2 separate regions of the Sus scrofa genome follow, and region 1 is linked to region 2. Evidence: chromatin contacts called from public Hi-C data. All regions are on one chromosome and are shown on one strand. Each heading gives the region's core, a stretch centred on a gene start, on an enhancer-like site or on the middle of the called end of the contact. The rest is flanking DNA. Distances are from core to core; before and after follow the strand shown.

What was found. Hi-C and Micro-C count contacts between places; a contact is called where the count stands out from the background.
Region 1: a contact with region 2 is called in a Hi-C map of liver, with 3 times the contacts expected there. The contact joins two enhancer-like sites. A contact is called at or near these places in 1 of 47 Hi-C or Micro-C datasets (liver) and 1 of 2 datasets of contacts at active chromatin or transcription factors (alveolar macrophages).

What each region holds. Positions count from the first base shown.
Region 1 is chr6:36,294,533-36,301,493 of Sscrofa11.1, reverse strand. LOC106507585 (a long non-coding RNA gene) reads left to right here and starts at 589. Exons shown (of 2, transcript XR_001303659.2): 1 at 589-860; 2 at 6,554-6,814. Within about 2 kb of position 4,588, at least 3 of the 83 cell types and tissues checked have an H3K27ac peak or open chromatin away from gene starts, as enhancers often do. A contact at or near this core is called in liver, where this site is marked.
Region 2 is chr6:36,151,323-36,158,085 of Sscrofa11.1, reverse strand. It overlaps N4BP1 (NEDD4-binding protein 1), which reads right to left. Exons shown (of 7, transcript XM_003126990.5): 2 at 1,647-3,340. Among named protein-coding and RNA genes, the nearest start is that of N4BP1, 33 kb to the right of the region's middle. Within about 2 kb of position 1,880, at least 2 of the 83 cell types and tissues checked have an H3K27ac peak or open chromatin away from gene starts, as enhancers often do. A contact at or near this core is called in liver, where this site is marked.

The DNA.
Region 1 (6,961 bases), core at 3,339-5,838, 140 kb before region 2:
AAAGGTTTTGGAAATAGGTAGTATTAATACGTCTTAAAGAAGAATTTGCCACTCTGTCACTCCCCTCATAGCTTTCAGTTACATCTCATGATAATTATAGCATGATAGTTCCCCTTCCAAACAATATGAGAGAGGGAACAGATAAAAATGTCTTTTTTAGCTTCCTCTCACATGCCGTAGGTTGCAGACGCAGCTTGGATCCCATGTTACTGTGGCTGTGGCTGTGTTTTTTTTTTTTTTTTTCACAAAGGAAGCAAACAGAGCAAACGGTACAGAAATTTCAGCAGACCTGGCCCCCACATCTGGGGTTTTGGCGAAGCTCTGTGCCAACAGAGCTGAGAATTCGAATCCAACATCCTCATGACTTTTTTTTTTCTTGATAAAAATACGTATAACAAAATATTTTCATTTTAGCCATTTTAAAGCAAATTTGGTGGCATTAATTACATTCACAATGTTGTGCGACCATTACTGCTGTCTATTTCCAAAACCTTTTCTGTTACTGCAAACAGAAACTCTATCGCCCTTAAGAAAAACCCTCATTTTTTTCTCCTCTCAGCCGTTGGTCACCTCTGGTCTAATTTTTGTTTTGTAAGAATTTGACAATTTTAGACATTTCATATGAGTGTGATTTAGCAGTATTTGTCCTTTTGTGTTGGCTTATTTCACTTAGCATAATGTTTTCAAGGTTCATCCAGATTGTAGCATGAATCAGAATTTTGGACACATTCCTTTTAAACAGCTAAATAATATTCTACTGTATGGATATAGCATATTTATATGTCCACTCAACTGTTGGTGGACATGGGCTGTCTCTACCTTTTGATTATTGTGAGTAATGCTGTAGTGAACATTGGCATGTAAGTATCTCTTTGAGTCCTTCTTTTCTTTCCCTTTCTTTCCTTTTCTTTCTTTTCTTTTCTAGGAATGGAATTGCTGGGTCATGGTGGTCATTCTATGTTTAACTTTTCGAGGAAACACCAAATCCTTTTCCACAGCAGCTGCACCATTTTACCTTCCCAACCAGCAATGTACAAGGGCTCCAATGTCTCTATATCCTCACCAACTTTTATTTTCAGGTTAAAAAAAAATAATTATAGCTGCCCTTATGGATGTGAAGCGGTATCTCCTTGCGGTTTTGATTTACAGTTGCCTGATGACTAATGTCGAGCGTGTTTTTGGGTGCTTCTTGGCCATTTGTATATCTTCTTCGCTTAAAATCTATTCAAGTCCTTTATTTTTATTTTATTTTATTTTATTTTATTTTATTTTATTTTATTTTATTTTATTTTATTTTATTGTCTTTTTAGGGCCACGCCTGCGGGCTAGGGTTCAAATCAGAGCTGTCTATGCCACAGCCACAGAAACATGGGATCCAAGCTGCATCTGCAACCTACACCACAGCTTAGGGCAATGCCAGATCCTTAATCCACTGAGCGAGGCCAGGGGCCAAACCAACGTTCTCATGGATAATAGTCGGGTTCGTTACCGCTGAGCCAAGATGGGACCTCCCTTTGCCCATTTTTAAATTGGGTTGTTTGTCCCTTTGTTGATGAGTTTTAAGAGTTTATTACATATTCGGGATATTAAACCCTTATCAGATACACGATTTGCAAAATCTGTGTATGATTTTCTCCAATTCTGTAGTTGTCTTTTCACTTTCTTTAAAGTGTCCTTTGAGGCACAACATTTTTTTAAAATTTTAATGAAGCCCAATTTATTTTTTCTTTTGATTTTGGTGCAATATCTAAGAATTCATTGCTACAATGTGACTTTTATGTAAGAGTGGAAGGACATATAAATGTCTCACAAAAGAATTAACATTGTAGAAGTGGCTGGTCGGGTGACTATCTTTCTTCTATAAAGAAAATATTTGGAAAGCCACATAATTACACTTAATATTGGCTAAAACAGTATTTATTTTTCTTGGACAATTCTGTTGTTTATTATTTATTTATTTGTCACATTTGCAGCATATGGAATTTCCTGGGCCAGGGATCGAATCTGAGCTACATCTGCAACCTGGGTCACAGCTATGGTCACTCCAGATCCTTAACCCACTGTACTGGGTCAGGGATTAAACCCATACCTCAGCAATGACTGGAGCCTCTGCAGAGACAATACTGGATCCTTAACACAAGGTGCTACACCAGGAACTCTGACTTTTTTTTTTTTTATTATTTAATGAGGTATGTCTGTTATTTCCTCTGAGAAGCTCTCTAAGTTCATTTTTGCCAGGTATTTGGGTCTCTACCAAAGTGGACGATTTGACACATGTCTGTGTAGCCCATAAACCTTTGCTCCTTTTACAAAAACTGCCCCCGCAGTGTCCTCTCCTACATAGGTGGCCCTGTAGAAGCCATGTGTGTGCCCTGTGATCCCATGCCCCTGGTCAGGACCTACGCTGGGCAATCAGCTTCTCCCTTGAGAATCTATATTTAAGACTGAGAAATGCTGTATTACTCTAGGGGATTACGAAGCAGTCTATTCTTCGGTTTCTGCTTCACTCTCTGCCATGTGAGATCCTGCACCTTTACAATAGACATTTCTTTGTTTGTGTGTGCATTTTGTTTTGTTTTTGGCCAAGCTCATGGCACTCCAAAATGCCCTGGCCAAGGTTGGAATCAGTGCCATAGCAGAGACAATACCCAGACCCTTAACCCCCTTGGCCATCAGGGAACTCTAGATATTTCTTCTTTGCAAGTTTATTTGGGTATATGTGGTTCCAGTATGACATTTTTGCAATACTATTTGTATTACCATATTGAGGGGCAGGTTTCTCTTCCTGCAGAGATGCTGTGTGCAGTTGGAGTTAAGCTATGAAACTGCAGTTGGAAAGGAGAGTAGGACCTGGTGAGAGCCCCAGTCAGATGGGGAGGAGGTGAAAAGCCTGTTCTTTCCTCCTCAAAGGGTTCTGAGAAGAAGGGCCCTTGAGGCAGGATGAGAATGTTGGGTCCTCCCTGAGCCCTGCCCGTTTGGGTTATCCCTCAGGAGAGGAGGTGGGGACCTCAGCCCATCCAGCTGGGGATGGGGAGCCTCCAAACACAAGGGCTAAGGATCTGCTCTCTTGGACAGAGTCTAGGGGGCATCAGCCCTGAGATGCTCTCCTCTAGTTTGGCACCATTTGAACATGACGGTGTGGGAGTGATGGTGAGGATGTGGCACCAAAGGTGGCTATAACAACTAGTCTCTGGCAGGACATCTGGCTCTCCAAGGTGTGGCATTCAGGAACCCACATTACAGGGAAGAGACACAGAGAGCCTGGGAGAGCCTGGGATTGGAGGCAGAGAGAGACTGGGCGAGCCTGGGGTCCATCAGAGACCTGTGTCTGAAGATGCTGAACCCCAGGGGTGGAGACAAGAGGGACCGGCACCCTTCAGGGGTCACCAGTCCCAGAGGGTAGGGCAGAGCAGATACTCAGCTCCAGAGACCGTGACCACCCACTGTGCACTGCTTAGGTCAGAGGGACCCTTCTGTCATGCCCAGGACTCAGTGACCCTTTCAACCAAGGCACCAGCCTGGGAGGAGGAAGGGATGTGCCTCAAGAGAGCTGTGGGATTACGGATTTGGACTCCTTTGGACAAGACTAGACACTGCTCTCCTTGCCCAGTCCCACCTCTCTGCGGGGCACGGATGCATCAGACCCTGGAAAACTGAGGAAGCCATGTTTTCTCTGTGCAGTTCAGGGTACTTGGAAGTTCAGTTCATTTATTTGTTTATTTATTTTCATTTTAGGGCTGCACGTGAAGCATATGGAAGTTCCGAGGCTAAGGGTAGAATCAGAACTTCAGCCAAGGCCTACACCACGCCAGATCCAAGCTCTGCATCTGCAACCTATGCCAACAGCTTGCAGCAACCCGGAATCCTTAACCCTCTGAGCGAGGCCAAGGACTGAACCTGCATCTTCATGGGAACTTGTGAAGTTTAGCTTAGACCATACTATGGTAAAAACTCCAAAATCCCAAATCCATAGACATGATTCTCAGGAGCCAGAAGAAGATTCCAAAGGATCCCAGGTATGGCCTCGCTTCCCTTTTCCTGTTCCCATTCCTTCTCCCTTCTTTCCCTCTGTCCCTTCCTTCCTTCTTCCATCAATAGGTAACAAAGGACCTATTCTGTGTCAGGCTCTTTGCCAAGCTCCGGGGGGCCCAAGATGATCATGGCACAATTCCTCCTGCATGGAGCTCGAGGTCCCAAGAGAAGACAGACACTAAGCAGTTTCCAAACCAGGTCATTAATGCCAACACCAAGGTGTGCCCCGGGTTGTGGAGCAGACAGGACAGCCACCCCAGTCCTCTTGGGCAGGTGTGAGGGGAGGTGTGTGAGCCTCTGAGGAGGAGGGCATGTTCCCTGGCATCTGGGGTGGACACAGTGAGTTATCTACCCCCAAACTATTCTTTGCTTCTTCCTCCCTCACAGAACCCAGATTTCATTTGGGGTTGTGCATGTGTCCATCCTAAGCACCAATGCACGACAACCAAAGCTGTTGTCCAACAACCTGTTTCCCCTGCCCCTTGTGCTTGTGGCTGTGGCCTGTGACCCAGATCTGGCGAAAAAGATACAAGGCAAAGGGAGCTTCGGCACAGCTCTGCTTCTCTGATAGACTCGGGACAGATCTGGCCCGTGCCAGCCCCTTCCCGCTCTGCCTGCTCTGAATGTGCATGTGATGCCTGGAGCTGTGGACGCTCTTGCAGTCCTGATGATGCAAAGTCAGATTGTTAAAGAGGGCAAAGAGCAAAGATGAAAATGTCTGGCTGCTCAAAGCCCTTGCTAAGCTGTCATGCTAGTCCTGGACTGTCTATTTCCAGATTTCCTTCTTTTCTTTTTCTTTTTTCTTTTTTTGCTTTTTAGGGATGCACCCATAACACATGGACATTCCCAGGCTAGGGGGTCAAATCAGAACTGCACCTGCCAGCCACAGCCACAGCTACGGCAACGCCAGATCCAAGCTGCGTCTGTGACCTACATGGCAATGCCAGATCCTTAACCCAGTGAGAAGGGCCAGGGATTGAACCCGTATCCTCCCGATGAGCCACAATAGGAACTCAAATTCTGTTTTGTTTCTTTTTTTTGTCTTTTGCCATTTCTTGGGCCGCTCCCGCAGCATATGGAGGTTCCCAGGCTAGGGGTTGAATCGGAGCTGTAGCTGCCAGCCTACACCAGAGCCACAGCAACGCGGGATCCGAGCCGCATCTGCGACCTACACCACAGCTCACAGCAACGCCAAATCGTTAACCCACTGAACAAGGGCAGGGATCGAACCCGAAACCTCATGGTTCTAGTCGGATTTGTTAACCACTGCGCCACGACGGGAACTCCTCAAATTCTGTTTTTAAACCACCTAATGAATACACTCAGAGAGATTCAACAAGAAAAGGATGATATGAAGGGGAGCAACTGGAGAATAAGAAGACATTTTAAGGAGTTTCCTGGTGGCTCAGTGGGTGGAGGATCCAGCATTGTCACTGCTATGGCTTGGGTTGCTACTGTGGCATGGGTTCTATCTTGGCCCCAGGAACTTCTGCATGTTGCAGGCAGGGAAAAAAAAAGAGAGAAAGAGACGCTTCTAAGGGTTAAAAAAATTACTGCCAAAATAAAATAAATTATTAAAGGATGGAAAGCAAAGTCACTAAAATAAATTATTAAGGGATGGAAAGTAAAGTTTGGCAGAATGTTAAACTATGAGAGAAACGATAAGAATTCAAGAGAAAGGAGAAAACAAGAAAAGCAGGAAGTAATAGAAAGAAATAATAAGGAAGAAAGAAGAGAATTTCTCTGAGTTGAATCAGGATTCGGATTTTTAGACTGAAAGAGCCCACAATGAATAAAAAGACATATTAGTGAAATGTCAGAATAGCAAAGAAACAGAAAGTCCCAAAAGTTTAAAAGAGAGAAAACAACAGGGCCTTGCTGTATAGCGCAGGGAACTCTAATCAATATTCTGGGATAACCTATGTGGAGAAAGCATCTGAAAGACAATAGATGTGTATACATGTATAACTAAATCACTTTGTCTTTTTTTTAGGGCCACACACACGGCACATGGCCATTCCCAGGCTAGGGGTCAAATTGGAGCTGCAGCTGCTGGTCATAGCCACAGCCACAGCCACAGCCACGCAGGATCTGAGACCTACACCACAGCTCATGGAAACGCAGGATCCTTAACCCACTGAGCAAGGCCAGGGATGGAACCCGCAACCTCATGGTTCCTAGTCGGGTTCGTTAACCACTGAGCCACAACGGGAACTCCCCTCATAACTTCTTTATATTCTCCCATGCCTCATAGTGCCTACAAATGCTGATGGATATACATTGGTTTTTACAACATGTATTACAATTGGTTCAGTTTGGGGCATCTTTAAAACTTCTGGCCCCACAAGGGCTATTTCTGGGGGACAAAACTGTCCTGTTTCTTGATTTGGATGTGTCTGTCTGGGTTAGACAGATGTATTTCCTTTAGGAAAAAGCCATCAGGCTGTATGTACTCTTGTATGTGCACTTTTCTTTACGATTGACTAAAGGAAAAGGGATTTTTGTTTTGTTTTTTGTTAAGTGTAGCTGACAACATGACGTGTGAAAGGCGGAGGGGGGACGGATGAAGAGTTCTGCTGTCTTCATCTTACAAAGTGAGAGAGAAGTTCGGGAGTATCTCAGGATGATGGAAAAGACTATTTCAATTTACAAAGACAACCAATGGACCAAAGAAAAGCAAGGATGGAACTACCGTGCGAGTTAACAGATATCTTCAAAGATAGAATTAACTACCTGAAGACTTGTAATCACCCGTGATAAAGAGATTGCTTCTGTGATGGAAGACTGCTGTCACCTGTTATTTTATTTTATTTTATTTTATTTTAGTCTTTTTGCCTTTTCTAGGTCCGCTCCCAGGGCATGTGGAGGTTCCCAGGCTAGGGGTCTAATCGGAGCCATAGCCACCAGCCTACGCCACAGCCACAGCAAC
Region 2 (6,763 bases), core at 631-3,130:
AGTTCCCGTCATGGCTCAGTGGAAACGAATCTGACTAGCATCCATAAGGACGCAGGTTCAATCCCTGGCCTCGATCGGTGGGTTAATAATCCGGCGTTGTCGTGAGCTCTGGTTTAGGTCTCAGACGTGGCTCAGATCCCAAGTTGCTGTTGCTGTGGCTGTGGTGTATGCCAGCAGCTATAGCTCCGATTTGACCCCTAGTCTGGGAACCTCCATATGCTTCGGGTGCGACCGTAAAAAGACAAAAAATAAAATAAAATAATAAAAAAATCAAAAGAATCCTTGTATTTTAAAAGACAGATACTAAAATATTTATAGATGGAAATGAGATGTGAGAATGTCTTCAAAATAATACAGATGAAAGGGAGCAGGTAGGATATAAATGAAACAATGTTTGAAGGGATGAAACAAGACAGGCCAGGAGTTAACTACTGGAGGTAGGTGACGGGCACATGGGAGTCCCAAATGAGACCAACACAGAATTCATATTTTTCTGTTTGAAAATTCTAACCAAAAAACCGACAAAACAAAAAAACAAGAGATATATAATAAATGCTTATTTTAGTAATAAAAACTTACTTTATTTTTCAATCTCATCAAGTATTCCTGAAAAATCAGAGGATTAACTGATTTTTTAGAACTTCTACGAAGGAGTTACATAAACATTCAGGAATTCAGAAAAGTATGGCTGACCCTCAAACAACACAGGTTTGAACTTGGAGGGTCCATTTAAGTGTGGATTTTTTTCAACAGTGATCCTAGGACGCAGAACAACTCTATGAGGGCCAACTGTCAAGTTACACACGGATTTTTGACTGGGCAGAGAGTCAGCGCCCCCTAACTCCTGAGTAGTTAAAGGGTCAACTGTATTTCAACTTCTCCTTCACTCTTTGTCCAGGTGCCCCTTTTCTTGAATTGCAGCTACTTAACATGCTAAACCCTGAAGATGTCCTCAGACAGCAGGTCCACACTGGGGCAGAGATGCTGAGCGCTACACACTCCTTAGTCACTTTATCGAACCGCCCCTTACAATCCCACACTCGAGGTATAAAATCAGAATCCTAAGAGGGTTCCAAGACAGGCTAACTAGAAATGATCATTTAACACTTTTTATTGAAAACAAATGTAAAAACGTCTAGTAAGAGCAAAGGCCCAAAAGGAAGCTCAAACTGTAGAATTGCCTTAGAAAGGAAATTGTTATCACTATCGACAAAAGTATAAGCCCACCACATCCATTATTACTGCACACTCTTGGTGAAAGACCTGGCATGCTGTATTATAAAAAGAAAAAAAAAATCTCTTTTTTTTGCCTTAAGCGTCATCATATTCAGAACCTAATGTATTCATGGTATTAAGAACCTAAGGATTCAAAAGTCTCCACACTGCTTATTACAGGGAAATGCAATGTGAAAAAAACAAGTTTTCTACCATCCCTTGGCCTCAGATCTAGGTCCAGCAGAGTGAAGCAAAGTTCAGGATGCCACAAGACACCAATCAGCTGGTTTTTCTTTCCTTTTTTCAGGTAAGGCTATATATATGTATCAACTACACAGAGGCACAGGACAGCTCCTACAAATGCATGCAATTCTGAGATGCTGCTAAGAGCCATATTGAAAACTGTAATATAATTTGTAGAGTGGACTTACGTAATTGCAACATTGCTGCCGTCTATAACAATGTGCTTCAGATCTGTTCTCCCTGGTTCATTTTTTAATTCCAGCTTGTAGGGCACTTTCAGAGTATCTCGAAACCTTTGAACCCCTGTAACTGAGGAATCAATATGCTCAGAAGGTCCTGCCAACCTGGCATCAGTCACTGAAGGTAACAGATGGGGCAGCGGCATCGGTGGAGAAAGAGGTGGGCAATTTGGCTTGGACTGAGGAGAGCCACCACATCCCGAACGGTTTTCACAGGCAGACTTCATATTATTCGGAAGCAAGGGCTCTGCTTGCGGCTGCAAACCGTTTTCAGGAAAAACGGGAATTCTGGGCTGGTGACTTGAAGCTCCTCTTGAAACAAAATTGACAACTTCTTTGGGACTTGAAGGGGCAACAGAGGGTGAAAGGCCATCGGTTTCAAGGTCTATGTTACAAACGTAGTTCTGATTTGAACTCCAGATTTCTTGTTTCTGTTCTATTGGCACTGTTCTGAAAGTATTAATTTTGCAATTTGAGGTACATGGTTTTGATTCAACTTTGAATGGTAGCTGAGAAAATTTTTCTACCATGTTTTGCTGTGTGTGAGTCTGTGTTTTCTTTGGAGTGGAATCTGTCGTAAGTTCATTTACGCTGCTACAAACACCTTTATTTTTGGTTTTGTTGGTCTCTGGGTACGTAGTACCAGGTAAAAATTCTCTCTCTTCTTGGAATCTTTTATTTTCTTTCTCAATTTCCTCCAACAGCAATAATGGTTCAGTAGTTGGCCCGTACTCCCTAATGACCTTTTCAACAATTTCTTGAGAATAGCCCATGGTTTTAAAAAAGTTGACGAGGATATTGTATTCCATTTCCTCAGTAGTGTCTTTTACATCTGGATTTAAATTTTCGGCATCAGTAGAAGAATCAGATAGGTCAATGATTACATTTCCAGCTAATGTCTTACCTTCATGTAAAAGCTCTCCCTCTTGAACATTTTCCAGAGAAAATTGTTTCTTGGTATGCCTTTCTTCAGAATCAGAAAATCTCCTTTTGTGACAAACTCTATCTTTGGAAAGCGCCTCTTCATCTGGGGTTAGTCCATTTATTGGAACAAAAAGGACATCTTGTGAGCTAGAAAAGACTGTGTCCATTTGTTTTGTAAGCTCAGTAACGGGAGTCCCAGCTTTGTTTCTTGCATCTTCCTGCAAAACAATTTCATCTCTGGAAATATTCAGCCCTGCGGCAGCACTCTGCGTAAACTCTCTTTGTTTAGAATCTCTAATTTCAACAACATCATTGTCTCCTGTTTCAAATAGATTCTCCTCGCCCTGGGTCAGTGCCAAAAGTTCTTTTTTCAAGGAAGTGGGCAAAATCAACAAGTCCATTGTGTAACTGTCTGCACGAGCTTCAACAAATTGTTTAAATTCCCTTTTTACCTCTGATTCTTTTTGGCTGTTGGGTAGGTTCTCATTATTCTCGAAGAGCTTTACAAACTGCTGAATGTGACTCCGAGCCATGACCACAGCTTCGGCACTTCCTCTGATGCCCAGAAGACCGATGTCGAGAATGCAGAGATCGGCACAGGTGTCCTGAATCAAGCTCTTCAGAAACAGGCTCTGAGCCCCAACAAAAATGCAGTGCATGGCCTTGGGGTAACATTCTCTTTCTTCTAGTTCAGGTTCACAGATTCCTTTAATATATTCCTGCAAAGAGAAGAGAAGAAAAATGAGATCAATTTACCAAAGCTCCTTACAGCACATATATTATGTTACACGTGAGATTACAAATGTCAAGCTGTATAAAAATCCAGAGCATGCTGGGAGTTCCCATGGTGGCTCAGCAGAAACGAATCTGATTAGTATCCATGAGCATGCGGGTTCGATCCCTGGCCTTGCTCAGTGAGTTAAGGATTGGTGTTGCTGTGAGCTGTGGTGTAGGTCGCAGACAGGGCCTGGATCTGGCCTTGCTGTGGCTGTGGTAGAGGTGGTTACAGCTCGGACTCGATCCGTAGCCTGGTAACTTCCATATGCTGTGAGTACAGCCCTAAAAAGATTTAAAAAAAAAAAAAAAAAAGCATGCTAATATCTTTGGGGAAGATACCACATTTTATCTAAAATATTTAAAATAACAAATATAAGTTGCTTAACTGTTTTCAGAGGAACTGAAAACTGTGCATCTAAGTCTAAAAGGCAGGTATTTATATCATTTTTCAATAGTGTATCTTGCCATGTGATCTTAGGGGTCTGCCCAGCTGCACAGTGGTTAATGACAAGACTGGATTTATTTACGTCTATAAACAATAAACATCTTTGCTTGCTACTAGTCACTTTTTAAAACTATGATATAATTAAGAGAGAAGATAATCAAGTCAAATAACTTTTACTCCAGAACAAACCCTGACTTTTGCTTTGCTACTACTGTTTCCAAATAAAACAGACTGATTTAAAAAACAAAACAAAACAATAAATTAACAAAAAACAAAAACAAAACTTTCCAGCTGCCTGGAACAATGTATATGCTATATAATTTTATGTCTATTTACTAAGAAAGACCAGGCTATTTAAATGTAGATCTAAATATAAAGAACCACAAAGTGCAGAGTAGTACTGCCATTCTCAGAGATAAGGCTAGGGTTTCTAGTGAATTGGTATTGAAAGAGGTCTGAACAAGGTAAGAAAGGGAACTGGGTTCTTGAGCAATTCGGTTGCCACTGGAGGCAGAAGTGTGAATCACGTAAACAAGGGGGCACTCACAGTGACCGTGGAACATACTTGCTAATAACTTGAGCACTGCAGTCAGCTCCTAGGCTCAAATTCCAGCCTTACAACTGGTGACCTTGCTCAAGTTACCAAGCCCCTCTGAGCCCAGTTTCTGCAACTGTGAGAGGCTAATGCTATCTTAGGTGTTTTGAGGAAATTCAATGAGAATGTAAAGTTTTGACAACAGTGTCTGACAGGTGTTGACTAAATAATAAAAGCACTGTTACTTAAATTAGCAGTGAAAACTTTTTGGACAGACAGCTGTAAGACATAAGCCTGGCAATACCTGATCTACACTTTCAACCAAAATTAGAATTGCGTTATCCAAAATGGTATTATTTAAAAATTCAACTTGTGTATCACCAGTTACGATGAGGTTTTACAAACTTGGACCTACTAGGTATACTTGCTCTCATAATGGCCACATATCTTCCATGAGAATTTATATACAAGTGTGTACATATTCCTTCTTTACACATTTCGCATTACAAAATTCCTGTGAGGAGGAGTTCCCACTGTGACTCAGTGAGTTAAGAACCTGTTGTCCCAATGAGGATGCAGGTTCAATCCCTGGCCTCACTCAGTGGGTCAAGGATCCGGCACTGCTGTGGCTGTGGCATAGGCCTCAGCTTCAGTTCCAATTCAATCCCTGGCCTGGGAACTTCCATATGCCACAGGTACGGCTGTAAAAAGGAAAAAAAAAAATTCCCAGCAGGAAACGAAACACCAGAAATACAAGGAAAGTGCCAATTTGGAAAAGCTCAACCCAAGCAGTATAATGTCCAGTCATGAGTTCTTTACTTCTTTATGTTCTTTTGGATAAACCTGGAATATTTGTGAGCGTGGTGATAACTGGTGCTGGACAGAGGAGCTTTTTTTTTTTGGCTTTTTAGAGCAGCATCTGTGGCATTATAGAAGTAGAAGTTCTCATGCTAGGGGTCAAATTAGAGTAGCAGCTGCCAGCCTACACCACAGCTCACGGCAACACTGGATCCTTAACCCACTGAGCAAGGCCAGAGTTTGAACCTGAATCTACTAGTCAGATTTGTTTCCATTAAGCCACAATGGGAACTCTGCCTTTTTTGGGTGTCGGGGACAAGTGGGGCATATGGAGGTTCCCAGGCTAGGAGTCAAAGTGGAGCTACATCTGCCTGTCACAGTCACAGCCACGAGGGATCCAAGCTACATTTGTGACCTACACCACAGTTCACGGCAATGCCAGATCCTTGTTCTACCAAGCAATGCCAGGGATCGAACACACATCCTCATGGATACCAGTTGGATTCATTTCCACTGCGCCACAAGGAACTCCCAGTTTTGTTTTTTTTTGTTTTTTTTTAAGAACAGTTTATTAGAGCTACTTTTGTAAGACAGTAATTGTGTTAAACACAAAGTATAGTAATTGACTGTCCTTTATTCCTAGATGTGCAAGCAGAGTGTTAAATACTGACGTGAGCATCCTTTAAGGCCTCCAAATAGACATTTTAACTACCACTTGTTTGAACTTATACTGCATTTAGATTGTGGTTTGAAGCTATTTATTTTTATTCTGAAATAATTATAGGTTCATGAGAAGCTGCAAAGATAACACATAAAGGTTCTGTGTACTTTACCCAGTTTCCTCCAACCATTACAGCATACATTATTATAGTACAAAATCAAAACCAGGACACTGACATGGATGCAGTGGGTGTATGCAGTTCTATGCCATTTTATCACATGTGTAGATTCATGAAAACACAACTTCAATCAAGATACAGAATTAGGGGAGTTCCTGTCGTAGCTCAGTGGAAACAAATTTGACTAGTGTCCATAGGATGTAGGTTCGATCCCTGGCCTCACTCAGTGGGTTAAGGATCCAGCATTGCCATGAGGTACAGTGTAGGCCTGCAGCTGCAGCTCCAATTCAACCCCAAGCCTGGGAACTTCCATACGCCACAAGTGTGGCCCTAAAAAGACAGGGAAAAAAAAAAAAAAAAAAAAAGGATACAAAATTATTCTATCACCACAAAGATTTCCTTCATGCTACCCTTTCATAGTCACATATTTAGTCCACTTCCATGCCTACCATTGGCAATCACAAGGCTGTTTTTGTCTTTATAATTTTGTGACGTCAAAAATGTTACATAACCAGAATTATGCGGTATGAGCCCCTTTTTTTGGCACTGTATATTTTTTTTTCCTTTTGGAGGCATACCTGCAGCATGTGGAAGTTCCCAGGCTAGGGGATGAACTGGTGTGGCATGCCAGCCAATGCCACAGCCTTAGCAACGCCATATCCAAGCCATGTCTGTGACCTACACTGCACCTTGTGGCAACGCCAGATCCTTAACCCAGAGAGCGGGGCCAGGGATCAAACCTGCATCC